Linked DNA regions of Zea mays: region 2 is linked to region 1. A link is a contact called in public Hi-C data. All regions are on one chromosome and are shown on one strand. Each heading gives the region's core, a stretch centred on a gene start, on an enhancer-like site or on the middle of the called end of the contact. The rest is flanking DNA. Distances are from core to core; before and after follow the strand shown. Region 1 has its middle 16 kb from the start of LOC103633352. Region 2 has its middle 52 kb from the start of LOC100381931.

Region 1 (6,351 bases), core at 2,375-4,874:
CCTCTAAATATACTATAAATTTCATTCTTTAAAGAAATATTATCTATCATTTACAGATCATACTAAAAGATTCTGTTATTTATATCTTCACTCTGCAACGATATTCTCTATATTAAATAATTAATTAAAATAACTATTTCAACGTCCCCTCTGCGTGGATCTCATCCATTCACAGCCTTGTACCCACTCAGCCTCGTTGTCTTGCGTCTTCGAGGGATAGAGGATCCGCCGCCAAATATAGGAGCTGAACAATATCTGATATATTTTAGCATTTGGTTTAGCACTTGGAGCGGTATCAGACGCTGCCGTACGCTAAATATTGACTTTACAGGAAAGAGCCTGAGTGAAAGAAGTCTTCGTAACAAAAAAAGAAAAAAATTCTACAAAGCTGTACCTTGGCTGCAAATATATATTTGGAAATAAAAATTGGCACGTGTGTATATATATACGATCGAAAAGTACCATCTCGGATCCGCGAGAGATTGAACCATTCGTGGCCACTGGAAGTATTATAACAAAGAAAAAAATGCTCCACTTTTCTTGCTTTCGTACTACAAAACCCACACACTATTATAACAAAGAAAAAAAAATGCTCCACTTTTCTTGCTTTCGTACTACAAAACCCACACACGCTACAGTGACCACACATTGGAGAGATACGAGCCGTTGCTGTGCCACGAATAACACTAGCAGCTTCGAGTTTCTTCAAGAAGAAAACACGAACTCTTAACACCGGTCCAATCCAACGTAGAATCAGACACGAAGCCTAACAATCGATTATCTTTCTAGCTAGTATCTTCTTGTACATAATCCGGCTGTTTGGTTCGCGTGCGGGCGTGTGCAGCGAGTCTTATAAGCATGTCATGATTGGTTGTCTGTTGGACGCAGACAGTTTTAGAGGATGCAAAAATCGTCCGACCGACCACGCTCCGTGGAGATGACCGCAAGGCGCGTATCCAGCCATGCAGGATGCATGCAGCTGACGGCATGCATGGGCACAGAATATGAAACCTTTTTTAAATCGTTTTTCATTATATTTTTTAATTAATAGATTTAATCAACAAACCGGTTTCATATACTTGAGATTTTTTGAACAAAATCATATTACTTGTGCTATATAAAATTTAGAGATTTATTTATTGTACCCTTCTTTATTACATATTTCAGCACAAGCAACAAAACACTAAGCAACAAAACACTAGATGTATCTAGTCTGAATTCACTAATGTAAACAACCAAACAAAAAGATAATGCATGAATCTAGCCTGGGCATGAGAAGCCCGGCTCCTTACATACGTGCCATGCTAGTAACTAATCACAGGGGAATAATGTATGAAAATGCCAAGTTCTCCGGACCGCCACCCTGTGACTGAAACCGGAAGCTGTTATGCTGCCAACTGCTGTTTCTTTTTCGTTTCCATACCCATATGTCAACTCAGCGGCGGCAATGCTACTACTACTATGCTAGTTGGATTGGTGATTTCCCGAAAAACGGTTAGCCTTTTGCTAGCTCACTCACCTCAGCCACCACCCATCACCAAAGACGCAACAACAAGCTGGGTTGCCATTTTGAAGCACAGGTCCGTTCGAAGGAAAAAAAAAATTGCTCCGAAGAGCCTACACATGTACGTATGTGTGCGCGCAGATCGATCAATCCAATCCAGGTACTACATCCTACGTCTTGCTATCCTGGCTGTACTTTGCACCGTGCATGTCGGATGGTTCGAAATGGACGCTTTCCCTCTTTCAGCGGCACACGCTCGAACCGCGAGGCGCTCAATTGCTCAACCTCAACCTATCTAAAGCGACCAACAGATGCGCCCCCCTATACGCTGCTCCCGTTACGTGCTTGCAAAGCGAGGAGTTTTTCCCCCTACGCTTTTGAACTCCCGTCACGTGTGTGCCCCCCCTCCCCATAATTGAGCATTTTCCAAGTCATCATCGCTGGCGTACCCTGGAATGGATAAGCATGGCCCTTGAACTAGATGCCGAGATGCGGCACTACTCACTCACCTGATAGTTTTGTCTTGTCACTTGTGTTTAGTACTGCCATTACCAGGTACAATATTAAATAAAGTGGAAGATGATGGTTCGTTAGAAGAAAAAAATTCTTACGTTTAAAAGTAAAAGGGTGTTTGGTTACTAAAGTTTAGACCGTGTTAGATTGAATGTTTGAATGCCTATTACGAGTATTAAATAGGTTCGTACTTCGTATTATCATTTAGTTCTCATCTGTATAATTAGTGTTTTAATTTAGACTTTATTTAATATTTCTAACTAACATCCAAACATTCGATGTTTAGGTCCCCCCCCTAACCAAACATGGGTTGTAGAGGAAAGAGAGGATCATGAACGAATTATATGCGTCATTGTACAAGCTAGATCTAGCTTGTTTGGAGTGACTGTAACATTAGTTGGTTCCTCTTCCTCCTAAAAAAAATACTGTGGCAATAGTGTTGGGTACCATACCATTTCGGTTTTCGAGAGAGGAACCGTGCATGGTTTTTAGTTTTACCGGCTCTGTGCTATTTTTACATATTACTCAAACTGAAAGTATTTTTTTATTCGAAAAAAACAATATAGCTACTTTTACAGGATGGAGAAAGTATTCCCTACTTATTATTGATCGGAGGCAACCACGTGGTGCGTGTCAGATACACGCTTTGCTCGCTCACGGACGAGAAGCCCAGCTGCCACGTGGACAAAGAATGGCTTTGCCTTGCCAGTTGCCACTCCATCTAAAGTTCCAAACCAACTGGATTTTGCTGGGTATTCATGTTGAACAGTGAACGCAGATCCAAACTCACTGCATCCAGCATTCCGGCCCGAATCAATTACTGAAAGTAGATATCATCCTTGGACCATGGACCCTTTTTTTTTTTGGCAATTGTGTAGTATGTGGGACGGGTGCAGCGGGGGTAAACTTGTCGAGTTCATTCATCAGCGTCAAGCGGCCTACACTCCACATGGCAGCGTAGCAGGGGGGGTAGACTCATCTGAATCTGGAATTCGGTAGCTAAGGATCATTATTATGTTATTGATGACGAAGTGACCTATCTTCGCTGGCGTGTTTTATTCGGAACTAAAAGGAAGGATATCTGGTAGTAGGTGCCCACGCTTTCGCTAGGGAAATAAATAAATAAATAAATAAAAGGGACGTACAATGATTCCCAAACTTTTCGATATGCATCGTCATTGGAAAAGGGAAACTAAAGACGCAAACGGGTCTTATAGAAAAGTTCAGGGTTGTACCGATACAAGCACAGATATAATATAATATATGTATTTTTTCGTGTGATTCGGCAACGTCCAACGTCATGTGAAATGGTTCGCGCCAGCAAGCCAGAGCCACCCCCGTGTGATTCACACTCACTTTGGCGAGAATCCATCCAGTACGTGTTTTGGCTGCCTGTCCCAGCTACTATGAAATGAAATTACTAGGGCGGTTTTAATTAGACGGAGAGCACAGAGCAGGCTTTGTAACCTGAACCCCTCTGGTCGGTCTGGGAGGCACTCGCATTCACGTGCCTGTTGGCTGTTGCTTCACGGGACGAGGTGATCTAGTTGTTAGCCCGCGTGATCCAGAGACAGCCAAGTCCAGAGCTGGGTTTGTGGTGCCGCTGGAGGACACGTGGTCGGTGCCAGACACGCTCACACGTACGACAAGAGAGGCCAAGCTGTGGCACTGGCCACAGCACAACTGGTCTCTTTTAGCCTTTTGCCACTGCGTTTCTATTCAAGGTGCCGAACCCAGCTGTAGAGGACACCCGAGCCGAGACAGTAGCTGCAGCGAGGACACCCGGGGACCGGGGTCCGTACCGGCGACGACGACTGATGAATAACGCCGACCAGCCCTACCGAGCGGAGGAGGTTCAAGCAAACAGCCTGGGACTTCCATATGCGTGCAGGACCAAGTTTCCCGTCTCGTCCTCGTCCTCGCTAACATGGAAGCAAATAAAAAGAGCGTGGAAAAAAAAAACCCAGAAATCCGGGACTCAAAACTGGCCACGTACAACATTCAATAATGCTACAGTAGTAGCCAGTACAAGTGGTCCTGGTTCGTAGTACTGGTACTGTGCTCGTAAAGTAGACCGGCAGCGTGGAGAACGTGCCGCTTGACAGCATGGCATGGCCAAGAGGTTCGGAACGCCGAGATGGAGCGGCCACACGTCCATGTCAGTAGGGGTGGGCACATTTTTACCATAAACCAAAAACCGAACCGAACCGTACCGAACCGAACCGAAATTTCGGTTTTTTTGGTAGTTCGGTTCGGTTTCGGTTTTTGTATCTAAGAAGTTCGGTTTTCGGTATCGTAATCGGTTTTCACCGTATACCGAACCGAAAAAACCGAATACCAAACTTTATCAATTCTCAAATTTGACTATTCGATTATGTGAACTAATTGTGTGATACAATTAAATTGTTATTCACTTATTTGTATGTGATGTATGATGTATATCTAAATATTTGTACCTATATAATTTTTTCTTTTTAAAATTATGTGTAATCTATCATGTAAACTTGTTGTATGTATTGTCTTGATTATAAGTTTGGTATTCGGTTTTTACCGAAAAACCGAAGTAAAAAACCGAATCCGAACTTCTCGGTTTTTCATTTTCTAGAAAACCGATCGGTTTCTAATGTTTGAAAAACCGAAGTTTTTTAAAACCGAAAAACCGAACCGAAGTTTAGAAAAAAACCGAATGCCCAGCCCTACATGTCAGTGTCAAGACGGACGGGGGCGGCCTGAACCACTGGCCTCGCGTTATCTCATTTAACCAACGCAAACAGAAAGCTCGCGCGGCCCAGCTGCGTTCTTATCGGTTATTGCAGTAGGTCACGGGCGGCCCAGACCGCGTGCGCTGCTCTCGCAGGGTCTTCAGTCATAGATAACCCTTTTCAATCTGAGCTCCCAGGCAGGCATGTCAAAATGGCCGGCGTGCCGTTTCATTTTGGCCCAAGCAGAGTAATACGTGGCCCGGCTAAGGCCCAGTGACGTTCGGCCTACTATTTGAGAGGACACGATGCGCCCTCGTGTTTATTTTTTTAGATTATTCCAACGATACAACTTTACTTGATGCGATTATTACAGGTGTGCCTCAATTGTTCGGACAGCACGTTCCAATTGGTCGGTCGAGTAGCACACATAGATTCGTCTAACATCTCGTTGTCATTGTCACGATAGTGTATTTCAACTGTTTTCGATAGGAGATGGGAGCACGCGACCAGCTAGCCCGACTCTCGTCAGGCATGGTGCGTGAGCTTAACGTCGTCAGCAAATGTCACAGGTAAATTTGTTGTCGTGTACTAGTGTATTTTGTGTCGGAATTTTCTGTGCAGCATAGCATAGCAGGTTATTGGCTAGGCGGACGAGCCAAATACCTTGGATCCGCCGTTGCACAGAGGCCACACACACCATTTGCCATCAGTAACAAATTGCGTGCAAGAACTTAACACTGCGCACGTACACAGCGGTTCAACCTATCTAGGTCCTAGGCGTGTCACACCTGTAGATGAGTAGATCACGGCTGTTTCAGGCATTTGTTTTTTTGGGATTGGAAAAGATTCGCTGCTCTTGTGCGTGCCTCATGCACGGCGTGCATGGCTGGAGAATCGCTCTCGTGGCGGCCGCAGCGAGGCTCCTCACTAATCAATGTTATCCTCAGGTTTTGTACGTAGTTTTGTTTTTGCTTATCTTTTTGCCTGGCTTTGCTATGCCACTGTTACGGCCACGGGTTTTGCATGTCGTTTGATCCGTTTGCTCTCGATCGGTTGGTACGAATTAGCAACAACTTGATGTGGTCCTGCAGAATGCTGAGTTGCACTTGTTGAGAAACCCTAATGAAGGGTTATGTGGGCAAATACCGAATATGCCCCTGAGGGCGATCACGTCTCTATATATAGAACATGTACCCCTCATATGGAACAGAGATCAGAAAGAGGCCAGAGGCCCAACCCTATATCCAGTGTCTTGTGTGTTTCCTCTGTCGTGCTTATGGGAAGGGAGACGGGTTCTCTACAGCTTCTTGCGCCTCTACTGCTGACGGGAGGGAAGGAAGCGGATCTGGTGATCCGTGGTAACGTAGTTCTCAATACGTTATCAGCACGCTCTACCTCGACGTTGCTGCGAGATCAGATCTGCATCAACTCTCCGTCACACCGGCAGGTCCCCGGCCTTGCCGAACTGTCCTACGCGACAGGCTTCGTTCCCGTTTGTCGAACCAGAAATCACGGTATGAAATTTTGAGCGGATCTGCAATTTATTGTTCATCGCGTATATTATCTGCGAGCCCGTATGAAATTTTGAGTGGATCACGCAATTGAACGGTATAATTTTTTTTAGATCTAATG
Region 2 (6,351 bases), core at 2,848-5,347, 330 kb after region 1:
CCTATTCACCCCCCTCTAGGCGACTTTCACGCTCGATCTGTCATCAAGCTAACTACCCATGTCCAATCATAGTGAAAGGGAAATAGAGTCTTCGGCGAAGACAAGGCTTCCACTCCACTCCATCAAATTATTTATCCTTCGCCGTCGCTCCACGCCGTTCTCCAATTTGGTATAATCTTCACTCCTATATTATTTACCAAAGGGGGAGAAAGTTTGAAAAAGGGCTTATATTTCACTCACAAGTATCCGTTTTTGGCGATTCATGCCAAATGGGGAGAAAGTATTAGCCCAAAGCAAAAGGACCGCACCACCACCAATTTCAAAGATAAAGTCTTTCAAATTTGGATTAAAAGAAGTTTTTTTTTTCAAATGGTAGCTTATTTTTGATAAAATTTTCAAATTGGTATAACCCCTTTCAAAATTAATATCTAAAACCCTCTCGAACACTAAGAGGAGAATTTCATTGAAGGGGAGTTTTGTTTTAGTCAAAGAAAAAGCATTTGAAACAGGGGGAGAAAATTTCAAATCTTGAAAATGCTTCTCAAAAAACTTACTCATTTACCTTTGACCATTTGCAAAAAGACTTTGAAAATAATTTCCAAAAGAGTTTGCAAAAACAAAACAAGTGGTGCAAACGTGGTCCAAAATATTAAATATGAAGAAAGCATCCATGCATATCTTATAAAATGTATATTGGTTTAATTTCAAGTAACCTTAGCACTTACATTATGCAAACTAGTTCAATTCTGCACTTATATATTTGCTTTGGTTTGTGTTGGCATCAATCACCAAAAAGGGGGAGATTGAAAGGGAAATAGGCTTACACCTTTTCCTAACTGATTTTGGTGGTTGAATTGCCCAACACAAATAATTGAACTAACTAGTTTGCTCTAGATTATAAGTTTTACATGTGCCAAAGGTTCAACACAAACCAATAAAAAGTCCAAGAAAGGGTTCAAATAAAAAGAGCAAAAGACAACCCAAAGGCAGCCCTGGTCTGGCGCACCGGACTGTTCGGTGTGCCACCGGACAGTGTCCGGTGCACCAGGGAGTTCCACTCCAAACTTGCCACCTTTGGGAATTCGGGAGGCCGCTCCGCTATAATTCACCGGACTGTCCGGTGCACCAAGCGGAGCAACGGCTACTCGCGCCAACGGTCGTCTGCAACGGTACAGTAAACAATGAACAGTGTCGACTGCGCGCGCAGAAGTCAGAGCAGGCGCCAGAATGCGCACCAGACAGTGAACAGTGACTGACCGGTGCACCACCGGACTGTCCGGTGGCCCCACTTGTTAGAGCTCCAACGGTCGGAACCCAACGGCCTGGTGACGTGGCTAGCGCACGAGACAGTGTCCAGTGGCGCACCGGACTGTCCGGTGCGCCATACGACAGCAGCCTCCACCAACGGTCATTTTGGTGGTTGGGGCTATAAATACCCCCCAACCACCACACTTCAATGCATCCAAGTTTTCAGCCATCAAACCTCATACAAGAGCTCTAGACTTCATTTAAAGACACAATCAAAGAGATCAAATCCTCTCCCAAGTCCGGAATCACTCCAAACAAATTAGTGACTAGAGAGAGACATTTGTGTTCATTTGAGCTCTTGCGCTTGGATTGCTTTTCTTCTTCCTTCTTTTTTGTTTCCAACTCAATTGTAATCAAGGCAATAGACACCAATTGTGTGGTGGTCCTTGTGGGGACTTAGTGTCCCGTTTGATTGAGAAGAGAAGCTCACTCGGTCTAAGTGACCGTTTGAGAGAGGGAAAGGGTTGAAAGAGACCCGGTCTTTGTGACCACCTCAACAGGGAGTAGGTTTGCAAGAACCGAACCTCTGTAAAACAAATCACCGTGTCATCCGCTCTTATTCGCTTGTGATTTGTTTTCGCCCTCTCTTTCGGACTCGTTTATATTCCTAACGCTAACCCCGACTTGTAGTTGTGCTTAAACTTTATAAATTTCAGATTTGCCTATTCACCCCCCTCTAGGCGACTTTCACATAGCCTTGTACAACGGTATGTCCTCTATCGTATAGTCTTATAATGTGGAATAGGTGTGTGTGTGAATGAAATCATACATGTCCTCCAACTCAACTGCCATTGATCACTGACACAAACTCTGAGCTGCCTCTAGCTCTGACCATTTGTGACAGCATTGTCATCGCCATCAACATTGAGAGCAACAACGTCGGCTTCCTAAGGTGGCGCTGCGCGTCTGCTACGACGGCTAGGGCACACTCTGACCAACGATGTCGTCGTGGAGCCAACAGCCACGTCTTGCCTTGCTTCGTCTGGCGGTCACCACAACATCGTGATGGCGTGTGGCGTCAGTAGCCTTTTACTCAATGGTGCAGAGATTGGTCGTGGCATCGTGCTATATAGCGGCGGCAATGTCGGCCATGACGATAGTGCGATGAGTGATACCATGAACTTGGATTTCTTTATCAAGCTATACATTGCTCCTATCCAAAAACAAATGATCTTGTATATATATGGGGTGTTTGGTTTGGGAAATGAGCTAGTCTATCATCTTCTCACTCCTCATATTTTTTATTTGGTTTTTGGAATGGATAAATTGATCCATCACCACCCTATTTCTCATAGTTAGTTAGTACTAATATAAGAAATAAAGTCATTCCACCAAATTTAAGGAATAGACACATCATACACCATATCATTTTGGATGGATTGATTACTCAAACCAAACACCCAATAGTGTATAGTATTTCATGTACGACTGAGTAACACATTATTTGACCCGTCATCGACTCATCATGCGTGCGAGGACGCCCAAACTGCCAGCCTGCCATGCTGATGAGTGATGACTGATGAGCATGCGCTGAACCTACAATCTCGGGAGCAGGAAGCCAGGATGGGTGCACATGTACTATAGTGCAGCGCAGGCGGCTTCTGTTGTACCGCATCCGCGTCGGACGGCGCCCTCTGCTGCGATTAGAAATGGCCAAACGGGCCGCTCGGCCCGGGTCTCAGAGCCGTTCCTGACTTTTAGGGGTCGGATGCGAAATCCGAAATGGAGGCCCCATCCACACATAATATATATAATATTCAATATTTATAAGATAACAAATATAAAATATAGCAAAAACACATACTTGTTATCTGATGTCATTAAAAATATCTCCTAACATTTTGTGATACAAATCATCGCTTATACCATTAAGATCAATCTCATCCAACAACTTCTTTTAGATACATATAATCGCCAAACCATTTAACCTCTCTTAAGTCATTGTTGACCTTAAATAGTTCAAAAAATATTTCAATTTTAAAAATCATCTCTCCGTCGATGCAACCATCATGTGTATAGTAAATAATACTCTCTCTGTATCAAAATAGAATTTATTTTGCTTCTCTAGTTGATTCCTCATCATCTAATTGAATATAGATATAAAAATCAAGAGTTCAAACAAATACTATTTTGGAACGAAATGAATATTAGATAAGTAATTGAGACATTAGTTTAACAATCTAAACGAAACTGATCGATAGTGCATCGCTCTTGCGTATTTATGTCTAGGGTAGATATACTTAGCGGGAAAAAAGTGTTAACGTCAAGTGGCCCGAGGGCCCCTCTGTTTTTGGGGGCCCGGTGCGGCCGCACCCGCCGCACCCCCTCAGGGCTGTCCGTGCCGGGCCCGGTGAAGCTCGGCCCGTTTTGGGCCCGGCCCGCCAGACACGGTTAGAAAACCGAGCCAGGCCGTCTAAGCACGCGGGCTCAATTTCCTGTCCGAGCCCGGTCCGTTTAGCACGAAAAAAGTGGGCCGAAAAGCAGGCTATGCGGGCTGGTAAGAACATTTTAGTGTAAAAAAGCGGGTTTAACGGGCTTAGAGGTAAACGGGCCGTGCCGGGCTAGTCCACCGTGCCTAGTTTCCAGTCCGAGCCTGGCCCGCTTATTCGTGTCGGGCCAGCCCGGGCACGCATAAAACTGGGTCATGCCAGGTTCGGACCGGACCTAAACAACGGGTTTCATGCCGGGCTTGCAAGCCTTGTACTTATTGGCAATCTATAGCTGCGATGTGCAGCGCAGGCGACATGGTGGGCTCGCTCATCGGCCTCAGAACGGGCCTCGCCGTCGTGGGCCGTAGCTTTGTGCATTGCATCCACCTAGGCCTACGTCGCATTCTTCTCTATCGGACTTGGCCCAATTACGAGCGTGTACACCTCAGAGATACAGGGTATGGTTCGCTGACTAATTTATCACACTTTAGCTAACTTTTCTGTCTAAAATTAGTTTTTCAATTCGAATGATTATGACACAGCCCATATTCCCTATTCCCGCGGCAGGTGCGCGCGCTGGGATTCGCGGTCGGCGTGGCGTGCAACCACCGGCGTCATCTCCACCTGTCTCTGTCAAGGGGTGGGTGTTCTTCTTCACCTGGGACCTCCCTGAGAGAGACTAGGGGCCGAACGCTGGAGGAGATGGGAAAGCGATGGCGGAAGGAGAAGGCACTACCAGCGAGAGGGAGCAGGTAGTCCAAAAGGACAAATCAGATGGAATGGAAATCAAGAAACAATTGCCACTGTGTCATAGTCAAAACCGAAGCAACCTGATCTATACCTGGTTGATTTCGAGGTGGCCATGACAATTCACAAGGTGCTAGCCAAGACTGCCGCACGAATCCTATAGCTAGGAGCTATAAACACGCGGCTAGTTTTCTATTAGTACCTGCAAGGCTGGGAGAAAAACTGTACGAAGAAGTCCTGTACAATTACTTTTTTACAGGATCATACGGATACATGCCAGGTATCCTTGTCCAGTCGGTTGCTGGCTCGCTCGATCGCTTGGTCAGTGAGCTTTCGGCTCTCCGCTAGCTGCCGCTGCTGATGCTAATATATCTCACCGAAGCTAGCTAGCTGTCGATCACCAGGTGCCATCAGTTTGCATTGCAATGCTCAACGCGTGACCATACATGACACTGTCACCACCATCTTCTTTCGCCATTCATGCATCCACCTCCCGCCGTAAAGCTGAAAATGAGGAACAAAAGGCTCTTCTTATTTTCTTAGTCCAAAACTACCTCACGCGTGTAGCAGCCGACTGGTCACCACACTATCGATGCCACGTAGGCCAAACGCTAGATCACGAACCGCTATAGATCTAATAAGCGACGCACTTGAATAATATTAGAGTGTTCAAAATGCTTTTTAAGAGTCTGTTGATTTAAATGACATATTTGGACAATATTAAGATGCTAGAAATGCATTTTAAAAGCTTGACGCTTCGTAACTCTGTATTCAAAGCCCAGTCATATGCAGCCTACTTAAGGCCTGGTAGCTGAAGAAGGCCGGCGCGCCTTCGGCTCTTCGCCGCGCGGCCCGCACGGAGTATCGTCGCTTGCTCGCGCTGGTCATCAGTTCGGCTTCAGGATTTGTCGCGTCCTGCGTCGTGGCGCACTGGGCCGTCGGCCCTATTCCGCCCTCCAGTCGGCAAGCACCCGCACCCGTGGGTCATGGTGCATCAAATCATGAACTATTATTCTTCTCACTTATCAGGGCTTTAGAAGATAAAAATAAAAGCGTTACGACGGATCACCAGATCCGCACTCTTTCCTCCCGTCAGCAGATTAGGCGCGAAAAGTCGTGAAAGACCCATATCTCTTCCCAGAAGCACGACAGAGGAAACACACGAGACACGATGTAAGGTTAGGCCTTTGGCCACTTTCTCTTCTATGTATTATGAGGGGGTGTACTGGTTCCTTATATAGAGATGTGAGACCCCTCAGGGGCAAATCAGATATTTGCCCACATAACCCTAACTAGGTTACTTAACAAAAACATCCGGGATTATATAATCCAGCTTATGGATTATATAAGCATCTATTGACCTGCTAATGGATTATTATAATCTAGGTATTGAGATTACATAATCCATCCAATAATTTGTGTTGTTTGTTTATCTCTCAACTTATTTAAGCTAGATTATATAATCTAGAGAGTAAACAAACATGACCTAACCTAATATCCATCCTGTGGGGGATAGATATCCCCCGGGTCCACTAAAAGAGTAAAAGACCTCACCAAAGGCCCAGGGGCCCAATAAATCATAAGGTCATTCTTTCGTGGGCCTGGGGAGGAACAATCAGCAAAGCAGTTTGACACAGGGCCGGATTGGTGCGAACCCGGACGGCCCACAACGTCGAGCGAGCGACCACAACAAAGATCCGACTTTCCCGCGCTGGAGCCCCCATGCAACGGAGCCATGCGAGGATAGGTCGGCAGAACTACAGGGAGATAAACTCAAACAGTTCACTATCTTGTAGCTACACATAGTTATCATATCCACATGTATTGCCCCACGGTCGAGTATATAAGGCCTAGGGGGCACCCCTTC

Evidence for each region. A called contact is a pair of places that touch in the nucleus more often than the background predicts.
Region 2: a Hi-C map of tassel shows a contact between it and region 1, with 6 times the contacts expected there. The contact joins two enhancer-like sites. A contact is called at or near these places in 2 of 25 Hi-C or Micro-C datasets (bundle sheath and tassel).

What each region holds. Positions count from the first base shown.
Region 1 is chr7:169,687,192-169,693,542 of Zm-B73-REFERENCE-NAM-5.0, forward strand. No RefSeq gene overlaps it. Among protein-coding and RNA genes, the nearest start is that of LOC103633352, 16 kb to the left of the region's middle. Within about 2 kb of position 3,625, at least 19 of the 20 cell types and tissues checked have an H3K27ac peak or open chromatin away from gene starts, as enhancers often do. A contact at or near this core is called in bundle sheath and tassel, where this site is marked.
Region 2 is chr7:170,020,019-170,026,369 of Zm-B73-REFERENCE-NAM-5.0, forward strand. No RefSeq gene overlaps it. Among protein-coding and RNA genes, the nearest start is that of LOC100381931, 52 kb to the left of the region's middle. Within about 2 kb of position 4,098, at least 18 of the 20 cell types and tissues checked have an H3K27ac peak or open chromatin away from gene starts, as enhancers often do. A contact at or near this core is called in bundle sheath and tassel, where this site is marked.